Linked DNA regions of Sus scrofa: region 1 is linked to region 2. The links are chromatin contacts, called in public HiChIP or PLAC-seq maps. All regions are on one chromosome and are shown on one strand. The core of a region is the stretch at or near the end of the contact, and the rest is flanking DNA. Distances in the headings are between cores, read along the strand shown. Region 1 overlaps CUX1 (protein CASP). Region 2 overlaps CUX1 (protein CASP).

Region 1 (6,184 bases), core at 1,118-3,617, 220 kb before region 2:
CGAGCCATGACTGCAACCTACACCACAGCTCACGGCAACGCCGATCCTTAACCCACTGAGTGAGGCCCGGGCTCGAACCCACATCCTCATGGATACTAGTTGGATTTGCGATGTGCCACGCCGGATGGGGAAGTCAACGGCCCAGGTGCAGCCCCCTTACTGGGAGCACACGGGACCCACACTCACCTCCCGGGGCCTCACAGACATGAGACCCGCGACCACCTGCTTGGGGGTGGGCGCAGAGAGGTGAAGAGACCCAGGGAAGTTGGGCACAGTGACAGCCCAGGAGGAGGGACAGCGGGCTTTGCAAACAGGAGGAGGAGAGCCTCTTGGGGTGTGTGTGTCGGGAGGAAGGCAATGACATCTGGTCTGTGTTCTGGAGGATGAGGCCAGGTCTGCTGGGTGGGGGACAGGGGGCAGAGGGAGGGACGACCAGACAGAACTGAACCTCTGCGTGGGGGCGCTGCTCAGCCCCGTAACAGCGTCCCCCCCCCCACGTTTCCAGGGCATCTCACTGCTCCGTGCCATGTGACTGCCAGTCTCTTCCTGCTCCCTACGGCTTCCTATCTCTTTCTCCTACGATGGCAGTGACCATCAGAGCCCTGTCACACAGCCAGGGTGACAGCGGGGGCCTGCCTGGTGTCTGATGTCACGGCCAACAGTTCACCGTCACACGGGCTGCTCATCTTGGACTTTGGGTCCATACGTTTGTCTTTCGTCAGCGCAACAGCCAACTGTTCCTATTTTATTCAGGCTTTTTAATAAAAGATGATTTCGTGAAGTACCATTTAAGCGTTTATGGAGCTAATTAAATGGTTTTTCTCCTTGACCCACGGAAATGGTAACTACGCGGACAGCCACCAGCCTCTGTTTGGTTCTGGGTCTTAGGCTTTTACCACGCTCCTGGGTTCTATTTGCTCATGTTTTATTTAGTATTTTTATCCACAAATATTCATAAATGAGACTGGCCTCTAGTTTCTTTTGCCTTTGTCAGGTTACGTTCTACAAACGACTGTGAAAGTGTTTCCTTCTCTCCGTAGACACAGGGCGGGATCACAGATGCGGTGGCACTGCTCTAGAAAAACCCGGGCCCACATCCCACCTGTACAGGCTCACTGCGCTGCCTGGCAGGCGAGCCCCGCACTGTCTGTACCGGGCCTGGCTCCCCCCGGCCGCCTCCCACCACCTCCCTTCCCAGGTCTGCAGCCTCCCAGGCCGGGGGCAGGGTCAAGGCCAGTCCTGCCTCAGGTGGCAGGTGGTGGGTGGTGGTGGGTTCCGTGAGCTGCTTCTCGGCTCCCTCCCTCCTGGTTGAACTCAAAGCATCTTTTGGGCCAGGAACCCTGCAGGGAGCAGAGGACTCTCTCCCATAAACACCTCGGCTCCTTTCCCGGCTTGGATTCTCTCGATTTTCCAACCCGACAAAGAGGCCTAAGTGCAGAGCTGTCTCCCAGAGCTGGTGAGCTGGGGTCGAGCCCTGTCAGTCCACTAGTGACACGCATTCTGGGCAGATTTCCTTCTGGAGCTCAATCGACACACACTCTTATGGACTCTTTCGTCTTAGGCTGTTCCTTGAAACCACCGCACCTGTCCGCCTGGCTGTCCCCTCTACTGAGATCCCCATGGGGGCCACTGTCGCCAGCCAGGCCCCGGCTCTCTGAGAGTCCCGGGCCAGCCCTGCGCCCCGTCGTCCACTCATTTATTTTCACTGCCCCTTTTCTGCCTCCGAGTATCTTGCTCGGATGTTGATCACTTGTGGGTTCACAGCCACGATCGCGGAGAACCCGGCCTGCGCTCACTGAGTCCCGGCTGACCAGCCACACAGACCTGCGACGCCGCGCTCAGGTGCTGCGCGAGGCGGGCAGCGGCTCACTGGCTGGTATTTTAAAGAGCGGAAAGTGCTGGACTGTTTGGCCAAATTGTAAATATGACTTTGAAGGAAAAAGTTTGTAAGTTGTTTTGGCAGCAGGGAAATAATTCGCTTTTCTTACCCCTTTTCATAGCCTTTGGACAGAAGGCAACAACCCCCCTGGAAGAAAAAGTATGTGCCAACCACAAGCTCTTGGACTGCACGCCGCTCAGCCCGGATCCCCGCTTCTCCCCCTGTGCCTGATGCCTGTCAGGGACCCAACACCGAGGGCAGGAAGGGAGGGAAGGAGAAGGTGTCTTCTGCGGAAGGGTTTTCCTGACAATCCCAGCCGCAGGGTCGGTCCCCTCACTGCCCACCCGGGTTAAGCCACCTCTGCTTTCGGGGGAGGCCGCCGGGCACCCTTCCAAGTCCCCGATCGGATGTGTCACCCCAGAGCAGCCCCACCCTGTCCAATCAAATCGAGAGACAGCTGCGGCGCTGGACTGCTACATCGGCCCCCCTGGACATAGTGGTTTTCACTCTTGTTGGAAAGGAAACTGTATGGAGAGACAGTTAAGTGGCCAGAAGGTCACCTCTGCCTGCTCAGAAATTAACCACAATTTGTTCCCTTTTATGACCACTATGTTTAAATTTAAATGATACAAGTAACCATTAAAATCAATTTTAGTTAAGGCTCATCAATCCCAAATGGGAAGAAAATTTCCCGTCTTGCCTCACTATTTAACTGACTTGTTTACATGAAATAAGTGAAATAAAATCCTCCTTTAGTTTAATCTGCGTCTGGCTGACAGATCAAGGGGCCCGCGACAGCCCACCCGGGGCATGTCCCACCTGCGCCAAGCCAGTGGGGCAGCTCTGCCAGGTGGGTCACTCCCCAGAGGGCGACCCTCAGTGTGATCAGAAACAGCCACCACCGTCACTCAGGCGTCAGTCCTCTCTGGGCAGGGACGCGGGACAGCTGTGGCTGGAGAATTAATTTACGAGGCAGCTGCTCCCGAGATCACTGAAGCCTTTGGGATCAAGGTCCTGATTCATCCGTGGATGCTTCTCGCCATTTCTCTAACGTTCTCCAGAACTGTTGCTTCTAAAGCAATGGGGGGAGCAGGCTGGATGTGAAAATCCCTTTCCCTCCCGAAATCAAGTGCCACGGGGTCATAAGCAGGATGCAGTGACGGGAGGTGAAACTAGGGGAACTGTAGGCTAGAGCCACCAGCGTAGGGCTGGCAGGGCAAAGGGGGCCCGATTCTTCGCCTGCCTTCTGGTCCTTTGACCTTGGGCCGAGCGTGGCGCGTGACAGCCTCAAAGAAACTGCCACGAGGATGACGTAACAAAACCGTAGACCACAACGACCGCACGCATTTCGTTCTCACGGCTGTGAATGGAAAGCAGGCTCTTTCCCTTCTGGGCAGAGTTAATTTTCACCCCCGAGGCCCCTAGAAGGTCATCACAACCACCGATGGAGCGGGCGCGGCTCCAGATCTCCGGGCAGAATCGGATCAAGCCTCTAGGTTCCGCTACGAACGGCCAGGAACGAGAGGACAGAGGAACAGGCCCAACTGCATCTGGAGAGGGTGACGGCAAGATCTAAAAGGGGGGGGAAACTCTTCAGGACAAATGAGCTGCTTTCCTTCCAAACAGACTGAAGGGAAAGGAAAAAGAGACAGCGGGGGATCTGCAGAGTGAATGAGACTCAGAGGCAGGCCAACCAACCGCAAGGCGGGGGTCTTATTTGGCCTGATGCACCCCCATTTTAAAACACCTCATCTGGGATGTTTAGGGGTAAATCAACATTTAAGTATTGATTTTTTGATGTGATAATCGAATGGTGGCTGCATGAAAGATGTAGCATCCTGGAGTTCTTGTCGTGGCACAGTAGAAATGCATCCAACTAGGAACCATGAGGTTGCGGGTTCAATCCCTGGCCTCGCTCACTGGGTTAAGGAGCTGGCGTGGCTGTGAGCTGTGGTGTAGGCCGCAGGCGTGGCTCAGATCCTGTGTTGCTGTGGCTGTGGTGTAGGCCGGCGGCCGTAGCTCCAACTGGACCCCTAGCCTGGGAACCTCCACTGCCATGGGTGCAGCCCTGAAAAGCAAAGCAAAAAAAAAAAGAGAGTCCTTAATGTGAGGCTTTACATGCTAAACCATTTAGAGATGAAAAGAAAGGGTTCTAGATGCCTCAGAATAAAATGGGGCTGGGGACGGGGCCAGGCGGGCCAGGCGGGCCAGGCACGGCCTGGCTGGGCTAAAAAATTTTTAAGAAGTATAGGGTGATAAAAAGCACAGACCACCTCAATCGTTTTGTGACCCTCCGTCACCGCTTGTCAACCCTCAAGGCAGCACGCATGACAACCGCCACGCCACGGCTCGCACAGAAAAGCGGTGACAAGGAGGCCCATGCATGGGAGGAGGCTGCAGGGGGCCCCTGGGCAAGAACACAGATTAGGAGCGGGCAGTCTAGCTCTGTCCGTCGGAGACTCAGTTCTCTGCTAATTTTTGTCATGTCAGTTAACCTCTCAGAATCTGTTTACTCACTCAGCAAAGAGGAGGGAAAAAAAGCGCCCGGAAAGAACGTGATTGAAAAATCATACATAAATATTCTTAGATACAGAAGAAGTGGCTTCTGGAGAGGACACCTGAGCCCCACCCTTCATCCCACCACCAAAGCGGCTCTCGGGAGTGTCTCTGCATGGGCCCTGGAGGGAACAGAGGCCGCCTCCCTCTGTTCACTGGGTGCCTGTCCCCCGGGAACTGGCGGAGGTTTCGGGATCTTGGGCAGAGGACACACACGGCCAGCAGGGCTGTGGACCCAGGCTGCTGCATCCGTACTTTCCGATCGCTGAGAAACGTCTTGGGAGGGCTGCCGTGTATAAACATTTGTCAGGCTCCCCTTCACGTCCTTAGGGTGAAACGTGTCAGGAGGCCTTTCCGGCGGCTGGAGCGCTGCTTGTCCACGTACAGCTTTCACTCTTTCAGAACCGCCTCTCAGATGGTTCCTTCTCCCTGTTGACTTAACCTGGAAACGCCCTGCCTACAGCCGGCAGGTGCGTCCGCTTCCGGGCCTGCACCTGCTGTCCTCACCGCTCCCGCAGGCACCAGCGGGAACCGCAGGCGGCGGGAGAAGGCCGCCCTGCTCGGATTCCCGGGCGGGCGAGGAGGGGGGCCCTGAGGCCAGGGGGAGTCGGGGCCACAGGGAGCATCCGACTAGGGTAAGTAAGAATCCTGCTCTGATTCCCGAACGTGAGGAATTCTAATTACCCGCTTCCTGCCCTGAGTACTACTTGGTAGGAACTGTTTAGAAAAGGTTTGGTGGCAGAGAAGCTAGAAACGAAGGATAAAAAAAGCCCTCCAGTTGCGTTCCAGTTATTACTCGCAGCTCCCTTCCCCTCCCTCCGCCAGGCCCAAGGCCCAGACAACTTCCTGGGCCCAAGAAGAGGCTCGGGGCTGTTCTCCTCTGATCACACCCACACCCTGGGGCCTCCCTGGCTACACAGCTCCTGCTGGTCCTACAAGCTGCTGCCAGAACTCCCCCCCACCGCCCCTGCACCTGGTCCTTCCGCAGTCACTGCAATGCTTGGCTCACCTGTGGCTTCAGGGGCCCTCCCAGCATCTGTCCACAGCCCCCACCTTGCAACTGCCCTGCACTTCAGGCAGCTGGGGCTTGTTTCCTTTACCCGCAGGGCTGGGAAGTGAAACTAGAGACCCAGGCTGCCAAAGGCGGCAGCGCATTCCGAGGAAAGCCAGCATCCTTCCTCTTCCTCTCACTGGCACCGAGAGTCTGCATTTCGGCAGCCTAAGTGCCTTTTTTAGGGCAACGTGCAAATGAATAATTCAGTGGTTCCTCCTCTACTGGTGAAGTGTTAGACAAACAATTCAGACGGGGCCAGACTTGCTGGCCCCACGAAGACGGTCCCTTCCCTTCGTCCTGACATCATCGGATTTGGCCATGAATCTTTAAGAACACCCTCCATCCTGTCTGATCACTAAAATACCACAAAGGAAGTTCACAATACTTAGAGGTAGGGAAAAAATAGAAAGGTTAATTGCCACAGAAAGTTTTCCCTCGTTGCCAAGCAAACAGTCCATCGGGGCGTCACCGTTAATAAGGAACTCTGAAAATCCTAGGCAGGGAATGCCGCCGTCACATCAGGTTACTGAGCCGCTCACTGAGCTTTTAAATCCCAATCCAAGCCTTACGAAAGTACCTTCCCCACGAGGCTCTGCTCGAACTCCCAGGTTTCACTCTAAGAGGCTCATTGATTCTGTGTCTTGTAGTAAAACCGCCTGGAATACTTTGGGGAGGGAGGTGTGATGCAAATTTGA
Region 2 (5,789 bases), core at 1,698-4,197:
AGGAAATGGAAAAGAACGGCTAATATTTGGCAAGCTTCCTTTATGATCAACAAATTAAAATGTTAAGGAAGCAATTTGTTGAGAAAAGATATTTTTAAAAGGAGCTGAATCATGCAGGTTCGGCCCCGGATATGGTCAATTGGTAATTTAAGATCATTTTTTACAAGTTAATGTTTTCGGCCCCCAGAAATTGCATTTTCGACAGCGCCGAGTTAATCATCACCCACCTCCCTCGCGGCTCAGGTGGAGGGAGGGAAGCCTGACTTAGTTTCACTGCAGCCCTGCCCTTAACCCCTGGTCCGCAGCCACTGCAAACTCAGCTGCCATCCAGTCACTTGAATGATAAGAGGATAAACAAAAACAGAGCCTGGAGTGTAGCTTTACGACTCCAAAGACACTCTGGATGCCAATCCATTTTCAATCATTAGCCATCTGACCTACTTTGAATCTAGAAAGCCTGACGGTACTGGATTTCTTCAAGGGAAGAAAGGTACAAGAGTACCGGTTTTCACGATCCATGAATAAACAGGAGGGCGTCCTTGTGATTAAAAGCCGTTCCCGTTCTAAGGGCCAAAGTGTACTTTCATTAAGGCGCCACAGTTCGCACGGGGGGGGGGGGGGGGGGAGATCGGGGCAGCTTTTATAAATAGTGGCTCACGTGACCACAAGTCACTGCAGAAGAGGCGGTCGGGGGGGAGGGGCCAAGAGGGGCTGCTGGCTTGAAAGGGGCCAGAAGGGGCCCTCTGAGACCTGACGGAAGTACAACCAACCAGGGCAGGCCGAAGTCCCTACAGTGGGATCCCCGCCAGCGCCCCCAAAACAGAAACCAAAACGCCGTGGGTGAGACTGTGGTCCACTTGCTTGCCAGAAGCGGCCTTCGCTTTGTCATAACCTTGAGGGATCTAGACACTGCATTTTTTGTAAATCTGTGCCCTGGTCGTGCACCCTACTCCTTGAAAACAGCTGAAGTACACTGTCCGGCTTGAGACACCCCTTGTTGCGGCATGAGCCCCGCAGCGCGCGGAGCTGCCTGCGATGCTCGCTCCCACACTCAGTCAAGTGTCAGACCTGGGGTCACTGATGCAAATGTGGGTCCCCACGGGACAGCACCACCCGAACGGCCCCAAGTGATCCCCCAGACAGCGCCTGGGGAATGGCTGGCCCTAAGGGGGCCATTCGGCTCCCGCAAGAACTACCTGCCAGCACCCAGGGCCAGGGGATGAGCCTGACAGGAGGAAACGTGGGACTGGGAGGGGACGAGGCCAGCTGCAGGCTGTCCGTTCGATTTATCACAAGCCGGCCCACCTGGAGGCCAGAACCTTCAGGTTAGTTCTGTCAGCTGGTCAAAGGCAAGGCCGCAGCTCGTCCCCAGCCAGAATGGAGACAAGAACCCCTCATCTGTTGGTGAAGCTCATGAAATAGCCTGCCTCGGGGCAGAGGGGGGCTCCCCTGGCCTCACTGAGAAGGAGGTCAGTTCGGCAGGTCTGGTGAGGCTTCGGGTTTAGTGTCTTCCGTCAGTTTGCACGTGGACGGCTAGTCGTACAGACACTGCACAGCTGGCTGCTAGACACAGCGCACCCTAGCCACCGTGCTCGAGGTGGAGCAGGCAGGAAAACTGAGGGCACAGACGCGGATGCACAATTCGCCCAACACGCAGGCGGACTCCACAGAGCCGCGAGGGCCTCCACGCCGGCTCCCGCAGCCAGACACCCCGCCCCTGGCCTCGGCATCCTTACTGATGACCGATCTCCAAAAATCACCAGGAACAGCTAAGGGGGAAAAACCCTGCCCCGTTCCCCCGCCCCCCAAAAATCCAAAAACAAAAGGAGCAATTCTGAAGCCTCCCTGCAATTCTGCGAAGCCACAGGAGGGCTATGTCGTTCCTGGTAATGGGGGGACAGCCTAGTCGGCCGGGCCGAGTGGGGCCGGAGGAGCTGGGTCAGCCCCTCCCACCTCCGGCGTGGGGAGACCAGGCCCTCTGCGCCCAGCACATCCATCCGCCACTGGTTAAGTCCCAGCCTCCTGCTTCACCTGATTCCAACCTCACGCTGCTTTATTTAATTCAAAACAGCTGATTTCAGAGGCGTTCATCTTTCATTCTAGTCCACATCATTCCAAAAGCCGACTATTAAGTAAGAGCGGTGAAAGGCCTTTCTGTGTTGAAAACATCTTTTATGTGTTGAAAGTGGATGAAAGCCATGCATTTTGACTCCTGGAAAAAAAAAAAAGCATTTCTTTTTATTTCAAGAGGTATTTCAAAACTATGACATTTATTGAATGCGGTGCCTATTCTATGCGTGGCACCGTGGGAGGTGCCGAGGCCCGAGGCAAGCACAGCCCCTGCGCAGAGAAGCTGACCCCCCTGCACAAAACAAAGACCCAGAGGACAGTCGTCCTGGGTGCGGCCAGGGCAGAAATATAGGGCAGCCCCGGAGTGCCCCAGGGGTCAGAGAAGGACAGATTCCACCCGCTGGAGGGGGTCGGAAGGGCTTCATTCAAACAGAAACAGGAACTTGAGCCGAGCAGGCCTGCAGAGGCAGAAGGGAGAGGATGGAGGAGGAGGCTGCTGGGGGGGGCGGGCAGGTCCGAACACCCAGGGGCCCGTGGGCTGCACGTGGGGGAGCCAAGGAGGCGGCAGCCCCAGAGCGAGGGGACACCAGGAGGTCAAGGAGGATGCGGAGGGGTCACAGGATTCTTCTGGCTGCAAGAAAGCAGTTTCGGTTTAAGGATGAAGAGGGAACCGGGAGAAGAGAGGTCCCTAGGCGCTTCCTCAAGCGCCCCGGCAGTGGCCCCGCGGCAGGGCCCCCCCGCCGCCCCAACGTCCCCACGCCGGAGAGGCAGTTGAAGTGGGGCCGCTTTGGAAGCCAGCGACCGCAAGGAGGAAGCGTTCCCTGGGCCTGCAGGAAACAGGTTGTGTGGCTGCGTCTGTCCGGTGGGAGAGGCCCAGCCCTGGAAGGGTTTCCAGCCAGAGGCGGTGAGGTCTGTCCGCCCGCGTCATCGCTCTGTGACGTCCCCTCCCTTTGCAGACCCAGGCGACTCCCCGACCGGCCCGTGTTTAGGGCCCTCGCTGGGGGAGTGGAGAACACTGGCTCGGACCAGCGACGACGGAGCTCAGAGAGCGCGGATGAAGACGCAGCTCCGATGAGAGGAACAAGCTGCCACGGAGCACTAACCTTCTGATGGGTGCGTATCCCAAGGACTTAAGACTGGTGGCGACTGGCACGCTTGCAGCTGACCTCGGGGGTCTCTTTACGCAGGGGGAGCACACGAAGTACCAGACTGAGCGCCGTGACTTAAATTGGGACACGCCCACTGTGCCACCTGCACACTGAGGTAAAACACTACCTCTCGCCAAGCCTCCTCTCCGTCATCCGAGGAGACCTGAGACGCTGCCGAGAAAGAATCCACAGCCCCCTAGGCGGCCCCTGGCAGGCAAGGCCACCGGGCCAGACGAAGGGGGTTCAGGATCACCGCAGAGGAATAAGGGGTTGCCGAGGAGACCGGGCTGCTGGGGCCCGGAGGGCAGAAAGGGCTTCTTAGGGAGGCAGGGGCTGAGCCGGGGGCTCCAAGGGACAGGGTCCCACCCTGCGAAAGGGGGAGAGGAGATCTGAGGCAGGAAGCGGGGCGTCCATGTGTTGGGGACGATTACAGGCGAGAGTCGAGAATAATGGGGTTGGGGGGACCAGGGCAGGAGATCAGCAGAGCCAGGCTGAGGCCGTTCTAGTCCCTGAGTGTGACAAGCCTCGGCTGAGAACGAGGTGCCACGTGGACACGAGCTGGGGCTGCCATACCTTAGTCCCCCAAGGACACCATGGTTAGGAGCTCCCATTTACAGAGCAGCACTTCACAGATTCTCCCTCTTTGTGGGCTTTTTTTTTTTTTTTTTTTTTTTTTGCCTTTTCTAGCGCCGCACCCGCAGCATATGGAGGCTCCCAGGCTAGGGGTTGAATCGGAGCTGTAGCCGCCGGCCTACACCACAGCCAGAGCCACAGCAACGCCAGATCCAAGTCACATCTGCGATCCACACCACAGCTCACGGCAATGCCGGATCCTGAACCCACTGAGCGAGGCCAGGGATCGAACCCGCAACCTCATGGTTCCTATTGGATTCGTTAACCACTGAGCCACGATGGGAACTCCCTTCTTTGTGTTTTTTAATAACCCAGTTAAGAAGGTCCCATCTTTTACCACCTAGTACCAGGCCTCAGGCTCCAAAGCCCACACACCTCCCTTCTTTCTGTCACAACCAAGGCCCCTGCACTATGAGGCCAGTGTCTGAGGCGTTTCAGGAAAAGCCTCTCTGAAGACAATTCCCAACATGTTCCTCCCAGGTCCCAGCCTGGCTGGAAGGAGCCCCCAAAAGACTGCTGTGAAAGACAAAACAGACGTGTCTCCTAGAAAACCAGTGTCGCCAGAGACGTAAAGCCTTCCCGTGTACGTTACATTTGGGATCTTGGAAATGTGTGACTTCCAGCCTCAAACTGGCAGCTTGACACCCAAGTTACCTCTGCTCCCTCGGGCACAGTAAGGTCTAGGCTTCCAGGAAGGGGGAGCAAAACAGAAGCCCACCAACGCTTAGAAGCCTTCTAGCCGCTGAACTAGGCACAGTAGCCTTAACAGACCAGAGAAAGCTCACAGCTTGGCCTCAAGACAGGCCTTCAGACTTCCAGCCTCAACCACCCCTCAGGGCAGGGAACCAGGGCCTTCTCAGGAGAAAGTGGGCACAGGCTCTGACACGTGGGGGGCTCCCCCCAGCAGAACACCTGGGCTGATCACTCACACTGAGGGCCACCAGTCGGCTGCCCGCAAGACCACCCCCCCCACCCCACCCCCCCACCCTCACCCCCACCCACACGAGCTTCCTCCATAAGCATCTTAGTGCCTTGCTCTTTGCAGAGGCAGATGATGAAATGGCACCAGACGTTTGAGGAAACTGAGACCAAAACAAAGACCGAAAAAAGGAGTAGAGACCAACCAAGAGGAGAAAGCGTAAATAAATTCAGGTCTATTCGCAAAATTGGGTTAAAAACATTGGAGAAAAGGAAGACCACATTTACTACATCACAGACAAACGTCCATTCCAGGATAAGGCCAAAAAGCAAGTTCCAGGCTGCTACCTGCAGAAGGATGACGCTGCTTCTTGATAAGGCTCAAACCCAAGCAAGAGTAAATAGTGGAGCATTTAAGCACAGGGACGTCTGTGATAAAGGCACATTATTTTAAGGCGATGACATCATAAACACAATACTGAGGACAGTAGCCAGTGTCCTGGATAGGGAGGCAGGGAAACGGGAGGGGAGGAGTGTTCAGGCCGACTCCAAACTACTGGTGACGGTGACATCTGGTTCTTGGGTTGGGGGGAGAGTTTACAGGTGTTAATCACATTATTACACTTTGTAACCAAAGTGGGTTACATGCAATTATCTACAAGTATTAAATAATATGTTTTCTTAAAGATTTGAAAAAGTAAAAATGAAGCTGGAGTTCCATGAGGAACCATGAGGTTGCGGGTTCAATCCCTGGCCTCGCTCAGTGGGTTAAGGATCCGGTGTTGCCGTGGGCTGTGGTGTAGGATGGCAGCTGTAGCTCCAACTGGACCCCGAGCCTGGGAACCTCCATATACTGCGGATACGGCCCCAAAAAGCAAAAAAGGTAAAAATGAAGCAAAATCCATACAGGGAACATGAAACTTTTTTTTTTTTTTTTTTTGGCTTCGCCGGCAGCATGCAGAAATTCCCAGGCCAGGGATCAAACCCGAACCACAGCAGTGACAATGCTAATCCTTAACC

What was found. HiChIP or PLAC-seq counts read pairs in DNA pulled down with a chosen protein or histone mark.
Region 1: an H3K27ac HiChIP or PLAC-seq map of skeletal muscle shows a contact between it and region 2. The contact joins two enhancer-like sites. A contact is called at or near these places in 1 of 47 Hi-C or Micro-C datasets (liver) and 2 of 2 datasets of contacts at active chromatin or transcription factors (alveolar macrophages and skeletal muscle).

Annotation. Positions count from the first base shown.
Region 1 is chr3:9,559,129-9,565,312 of Sscrofa11.1, reverse strand. All of the region lies in intron 8 of CUX1 (protein CASP), which reads right to left. LOC110259890 (a long non-coding RNA gene) reads left to right here. Exons shown (of 2, transcript XR_002342308.1): 2 at 1-6,184. Among named protein-coding and RNA genes, the nearest start is that of SH2B2, 110 kb to the left of the region's middle. Within about 2 kb of position 2,367, at least 2 of the 83 cell types and tissues checked have an H3K27ac peak or open chromatin away from gene starts, as enhancers often do. A contact at or near this core is called in skeletal muscle, where this site is marked.
Region 2 is chr3:9,342,894-9,348,682 of Sscrofa11.1, reverse strand. All of the region lies in intron 1 of CUX1 (protein CASP), which reads right to left. Among named protein-coding and RNA genes, the nearest start is that of CUX1, 29 kb to the right of the region's middle. Within about 2 kb of position 2,947, at least 40 of the 83 cell types and tissues checked have an H3K27ac peak or open chromatin away from gene starts, as enhancers often do. A contact at or near this core is called in skeletal muscle, where this site is marked.